2 separate regions of the Rattus norvegicus genome follow, and region 2 is linked to region 1. Evidence: chromatin contacts called from public Hi-C data. All regions are on one chromosome and are shown on one strand. The core of a region is the stretch at or near the end of the contact, and the rest is flanking DNA. Distances in the headings are between cores, read along the strand shown.

What was found. A called contact is a pair of places that touch in the nucleus more often than the background predicts.
Region 2: a Hi-C map of psoas muscle shows a contact between it and region 1, with 2.5 times the contacts expected there. The contact joins the promoter of Mtdh here to the enhancer-like site in region 1. A contact is called at or near these places in 2 of 12 Hi-C or Micro-C datasets (prefrontal cortex and psoas muscle).

Annotation. Positions count from the first base shown.
Region 1 is chr7:67,144,410-67,147,920 of GRCr8, forward strand. No RefSeq gene overlaps it. Among named protein-coding and RNA genes, the nearest start is that of Mtdh, 46 kb to the right of the region's middle. Within about 2 kb of position 1,947, at least 6 of the 93 cell types and tissues checked have an H3K27ac peak or open chromatin away from gene starts, as enhancers often do.
Region 2 is chr7:67,191,063-67,194,573 of GRCr8, forward strand. Mtdh (metadherin) reads left to right here and starts at 1,598. Exons shown (of 12, transcript NM_133398.2): 1 at 1,598-2,288. The coding sequence starts at 1,911. It overlaps LOC134479891 (a long non-coding RNA gene), which reads right to left and starts at 1,452. Exons shown (of 2, transcript XR_010053749.1): 1 at 1,325-1,452.

The DNA of each region.
Region 1 (3,511 bases), core at 697-3,196:
AAAAAAGCTGGCTTAGTTCCTGAAACAGCTGCAAGCCACACTGTCACACAAAGCTACCTGACTCCCAACTGAAAGTCCTGAACGGTACACCGAGTCTGTCTGAAAGTTGCCCTGACTGGAAGACATAGGCAAAGGTCACCTCCTGCCCCGTCCTGCTTGTTCTAGTCAAGACTCAGGTGACTTAGGTGAGGCTCCTGTTAGAGCATCCTGATTTCCATTTTACTGGTGCAAATGCACACTCAACAGATGCCCTCATACCACACCCAGGTTAATGTGGAGCCAATGGCCCATCGAGGCATAGCAAAGCCTATGTGCAAAGCTGAAGGGCCACCTCCATACACTGAACCCTATTTGTAATAGATCGGTGTCAACATGAAAGGAGATACGTTACATGCTAATTTAAGTGGGGGAGTCAGATTACAAATCACTAACATGCAAAGGCAGTTGATTTTTTAATAGTTTAAGATACTTTTATATATTAAAAGTACAGAGGACTGATTTTGGAGGCTGACACCTTTAATCCCAGCACTCAGAAAGCAGAAGGAGTGGACCTCTTTGAGTTCCAGGAAGCCAGGATTACCTAGTGAGGCTATGTCTAAATAAATAATGACACTACTTCACCATGTTATTGTGAAGATTGCATGGGGTCTCCAGATAAGGGCCCAAGGACAGTATCTGACATACTGACATATAGTATAGAAGGGTCTCAGTTGATTTCAGCTACCAATACTGTGTAATCTCATTACCTTTTTTTTTAATTTCAGGATAGGGTTTCTCTGTCTAGTAGCCCTGGCCTTCCTGGACTCACTTTGTAGACCAGGCTAGCCTCAAACTCACAGAAATCCCCTTGCCTCTGCTGGGATTAAAGGATGCACTACGAAGCTTAACCTCTCATTTCTTTTTAAAAAGAACCTGTGTGTGTGTGTGTGTGTGTGTGTGTGTGTGTGTGTGTGTGTGTGTGAATGTATGTATATATTTGAACATGAGAACTCTCAGGAAAAAAATACCTAATTGTTTCAATACGTGGTTAGTATAGTAGCACACAGTTTTATAATCATCTCAGAGGAAATTCTAATGGTGATGCTGTCCATTCAGATGCTAAGCACTGATGCAGAACCATGACTTACATGTTTCTAAGAAAAAAATAAAGTCCAGAAAGTGTCTGCTTTGTAAGCATGGGAATCTGAGTTTTAATCCCCATCACCTGGGTTAGACCCAGATGCAGTCATTCACAGCTGTAGCCCAGCACTGGAGCTGGGGTGGGTGCAGACAGTTTCCTAGAGCTCCTTGGCTGAATCAGTGCGATGCCTTGCATCAAAAAATAAGGTGGAGAGCAAAGAAAGATACCTGACACCAACTTCTGGTCTCCACATTCACACAACACACAAACACATGCACAAACTGGTGGGAGGGAGAGTAAGAAAAGAAATTTTACTTAGAGCCATTTACTTAAAAATAAGTCATTCTTTTAAAACAGAAGCCTGCAATAGACCTATCAAGTTTTCTTTTTCATGTTTTCCTGATTTTATTAACACTCAGAGTTTATTTTAAGTAAACCTTTGTCCCAGAGTCCCACACCCAACTGCAATGCACACACACACACACACACACACACACACACACACACACACTTGTACACACACCCTGGCCACCAGTGGTGTGGTTTCATCCTAGTCAGGCTGGATATTCCCCCTCCCAGACCTCTAAAAATAGGACAGAACAGGATCCCCCCACCCCACTACTTCCTTTCTTCGCATCGCAAACACTCCAAACTACTCTGGGTTTGAGAATAAGGAAGTCCCTGATTAGCCCGCGCCAGACACACCATTCCTCCTTTCTCTGCCACCATTTCCCTTTTTGCTCCCCTGAGATATAAGAATGTCCCTCCACCCACCCCGTCAGCCCCTTCCTTTTTCATTGTCTCTCATGAGCTGTGCCTTCCCATCCAGCAAGTTCCTCCAGAAACCAAGAATCACGTTTCAAAATCCCCACCTCCACAGAGTGGCCGGCCAAGAAAGCTTAACCCTCCGACTTCTGAGCTTTGTGACATTGGCTTGGGCTCCTCCTGACCCCCACCCCACTCCATTGCTGGAATAAACTTGATATGGGTATTATCTCTTTTTTAAACACTTGCTGTCGTTGCCGAGAACAAACAAATGGCACTCAGAAGGAGGCCACTGCATCTGAACTTTTGGAAGTGAAAACATGGCAAGGTGTCAGAACTGAGTCAAAACTGTCCCCTTCTTCCCGTGTAAGAGGCAAGGTCTCTGCTGGCACGGAGAAATCGCCAAAGCAGGCGCTGGCTACGGCACAGGGCAGTTTACTGCATCTGCAGAATGATGAAAGGGAACAACAACAACGGCTACGACAGCTGTCCTCCTTAGCCACAATGAGAAAGCCCCTAAAATCAATTACTATCAATACAACTTGCAGATAAGATAATAGCAGAATTTAGTAATGGATAAAACATGGCAAAACACAACTTCTGATTTTCCTAATACACTTAGAAATTTAGATTACATTGACAAAACAAAACAAAAAACAAACAAACAAAAAAAAAAAACACATTTATACTGGGTGGATGTGAACCTTTAACCCCAGCACTCCAGAAGCAAAGATTTTTCTTCTAGTTCAAGGCCAGCCTGGTCTACATGTTGAGTTTCAAGTCAGCCAGAGCTACATAATATTACCCTTCCTCAAAACAAAAACAAAAACAAAAACAAAAACAAAAAAAAGCCTGCATTGAGTTGTTATTTCTTTGTGGTAGAGAAGGTCAGAGGGCAATCTGTAAGAGTAGACTCTCCTTCGATCATTCAGGTTTCAGGGTTTGAACTGAGATCATCAGACTTAACAGCACGTGCCTTTATCTGCTGAGCCATCAGTCAGCCCTCTAATATGGCAATCTTTTTAACAGGCCTTATATTGCTTCATGTTCACCTCACAGAATTCCTTCCTGTCGGGAAAATGAACACGAAGTCCATGCTGAAGACTTATTCACGGCCAAGCATTAGCTGAGCTCTGGCCACATAGAGAGACTAGAGCTTTGCCACAGACAGTTCAAAACATTTATCCTCTACTTAGAAAAACATAGAAATAAAAATCACTCTCAGAAAAGCTAGAGGTAACTTATCAACGAGCATAATACCAAAGCTCTATGATCATTTTTAATAAGACCTTTAGGTTTGAGTGGGCCAGATAGGATCCCTATTAATAATAATTATTAGTAAAATGGAATAAGAATGGCCTATGTTTTTTAAAAATGTTTTCATTGTGTGTCTAAAACTCAGGTTTAACTGAACCTCCTGTATTACTATTCGCTAATTCTGACAACCTTAAAGTTGAGACATGTAGGGTACAAAAAAAGATCCTAGGCCAGTGGAGTTGGTCAGACAAGCTTCCTGGAGAATGCAGGCTTTAAGCCAGCTGCTGAGGAGAGCTTGAGATGGAAACAGAGAACGTTCCCCACGTAGGAAGTTCATGTCCTTGACACTGAAATGGAGATGAGCAAGTA
Region 2 (3,511 bases), core at 348-2,847, 46 kb after region 1:
AGTATAATTATATTCTTACAAGTTTTGTTAACTTAACGAATGCAAACCAGTTGGGTGTGACCCCACTTTTTTGTTTTTAAAATATAAGTGCATGGTGGGATAAAGATACAGCTCAGTGGGAGAGTGCTTGCCTACAATGCTTAAGGATCTGGGTTCAATCCCCAGCATGACCACAAAAACAAAGTGCAGATGCATGTGCATACACAAAAAGGAGGGAGGAAGGGTGAGATAGGCTGACAAGTATGTCCCTGATACCAAATACAGCAAATTGAAAAAACACACACAAGATGACATGATCTTACTAAATCATTTACTTGCTAGACTATCAGAGGGACTACCATACTCACCTATGATTACTGCAATCCTCTAATTCATAAATCTGAGTGGGATAATCTAAATTGATCAGTAGAATTTCTCAGGAAACTATGACCAACACAAATAGGTGAGGTTATAAATCCTATTCCAAAACTATGAATGGAATTTGTTAATTTTTAGAGTTCATGAAGATCTCATTTTAAGGTTCTGGCCTTTATAATTTAGCCCTTAATTATAAGCGTGCAAAAAGCTTAGTAAGAGTAGTTTATTACTTATAAAACTCCAAGCCACCCATTAATCACAAAACTCATTACAATACTGATGGGTCAAAATACATGAATAGGTTTTTAGTTTGTATTTCAGTTGTTTACATGCTAATTATCACTTAATTATAGACACTGTTTCCTTACAGCAAAGGCAAAATACAAGTACTAAGGTAGTCCCCAAGCATTTGTATAATTAAGAACTGAAGAAGCGCCTCAGTTATTTTTGGTCCTGGGAATCAACGCCAGAGCCTTGCATATGTTCAGCAAGCATGTTCTGTTACTGAGCGACACTCCACAACCCACCTAGTTTCCCTCTATTGCTACATTTGACTGTTGGACAACACATGCACTCAAAAATTGCAACTTTTTGTGTCGTATAAAAGCGTAAAATAATATGCTTCTCTTGCATATAAATACAGTCTAATGGGCTTCCTCTCAATACTTCCTATTAAGGTTACAAATTAGTAGGAAAATAATAGTGCCTCCCACGGGTTTGCGGACTTTTTAATTCTGGAGCCTGACAACAGACAGCAGGAGTGAATGAGAGAACCGACGCAAACGCTGGCAAATGTTAATATGCTAGTCTGCCACGAAGAAATACTCAGATGTGAATTACACGTGCCCGTGGCCTCAGACTCCACAGAGCTCCCTCTGGAAGCATCCAACTGGCCCCTGACCTAGGGAGAAAAAGTCGGTCCACTGCACCATCACTGCAGGAAAGAGAGCGTAAAGCCAGCTCATACTCTGATAGATCTGACCGTCTTGCTCGCGCGCAGGCCTCGAACCGGAGCCCCTTCTGCACTCAGAGCGCCCGAGCCTGCAGAAGTTCCGCAGCCAGGCTTCTACTCCGGCTCCTCAAGCGGCGCGTGGCCCCAAGCCGCCAACAGCTCAAGGAGACCCCTCCAAGACCAAGTCTGCCCGGCCCCACCCATCGCACCCACGTGACCCATGCCACGCCCACAACCTCCACGTGACCCGGTCGGCCTCCGCGCGCAGCGTGGATCGCGGCCAGAGCCGCCATTGTTCCGCCGGGGGAGGACAGCGAGGCCTGGCGCTGGCGCCCCGACGCCACTTAGCGGCCGCCTCTGGAGACACTCTGTCCCCGCCGCCCCGTGTCCTCCTGGCGGCGGCGGCGTGAGGCCGACTGGAGGGAGTGGGAACCCTCGGCCCTCCCCGTGGCGGCGGCGGCCACCTATTCCCCACTCTGGAGTGAGGGGCGGCCGCGATGCGCTTGGCCTGAGGTGTCGCGGCCCTCGTCGCTTCCCACGACTGTTCCAGCGGCGTCTGTGCTCCCCGGCGTCATCCCGAGAGTCTCTGACGGGAGGGAAGATGGCTGCACGAAGCTGGCAGGACGAACTGGCTCAGCAGGCCGAGGAGGGCTCTGCCCGGCTGCGGGAGTTGCTCTCTGTCGGCCTAGGTTTTCTGCGCACGGAGTTGGGCCTCGACCTGGGGTTGGAGCCGAAGCGGTACCCGAGCTGGGTGATCCTGGTGGGCACCGGCGCTCTCGGGTTGCTGCTTCTCTTCCTCCTAGGTTACGGCTGGGCCGCTGCTTGCGCCGGCGCCCGCAAAAAGCGAAGGAGCCCGCCCCGCAAGCGGGAGGAGGTGACCCCGCCGACTCCGGCCCCCGAGGACCCAGCCCAACTGAAGAATCTCAGAAGCGAGGAGCAAAAGAAAAAGAACCGGAAGAAGCTGCCTGAAAAGCCCAAAGTGAGTAGTGGCGAGGAGCCCGGTGGTCAAGGGAGGTGAGAACACTAAAGCGAGAGCTCAGGACGAGGCGGTAGGTGAACACGTTCCTTGAGTAGGGGGAAGTCGGAAAGTATAAGAACCAGTAGGAAAGTCGAGTTTTTCTACAAGGAAATTAGATCCAGGGGTAGGTATAAATAAAAGTGCCCAAACTTAGAGCCATCATATGGGAACCTTGGCTTCCCCAAAAGCATATCCTTCTTAGAGGCCTATGGAAGTAGGCTGCATATGTGGAGGTTAATGGGACCGTACAGTGACGTTGGGAAGTTCTGAAAAGACTGTCTGGAAGAGAGAGATGTCTATCTCAAGTCACGTTGAGACCTGAAACCGCGGCTAGTGGAGGATATACGGTGACCTAAAAACTCTGGCTTAAAGGATTAAAGGTGTCCATATCAAGACATACTCATCTTAGTTGGAAATGTTAAAGGGAAAGGGTAACCCTGTCTTAGCTTGGTGAGTATGGCCATTGGATTGCTGGTACAGGATCTGGAGATCTAATACTCCTTCTGGATATAATGGCCCTGAGCAAAACATGAGGCAAGTTCAGCAAAGTAGTCTATAGTATAGTCCACAGGGTGGAAGGTTTTTGTTTTTAATAAAGTAAAAAGGGGTGACAAATTGGAATGCTGATGGTTGAGAGGTTTCAAACTGCAGTTTGCTGGACCACATGTGGAAATGCAAAAGTTATTCCATTTTTATTAGGCCTCAGTGTGATTAGGCCTGTAGCATTTTGTTATATGTTATTTGTTGGGGAGATCTTGTGCCATGGCAGGCGTGCAGAAGTCAGAGGAGAAACTTGTTGGAGTTGGTTCTCTCCTTCCACCACGTGGATCTTTAGGGTTGAAGTCCAGTACTCAGGCTTATTGGCAAGTGCTTTTACCCACTGAATTATTTTAGTAGCCTTTTTTGCATTTTTATGTAATATGAAAGATAAGTAATATTAGAAATATCCATTAATGTAGTATAGGTAGTATATGATTTAATCCTAGCACTCAGGAGGCAGGGACAGGTGGATCTCTTGAGTTTGAGACCATCCTGATCTACATAGTTTCAGTCTGCCAGGACTACATAGAGAAACCTTGTCTCCAAAAAGAAAAAGAAATACCTCCTATTTTTCTATCATTTTAATGTAACTCTTCACCTTTTCAGAACAATTCAGTAAGCCAGTACCAGGTTCTTACTATGAA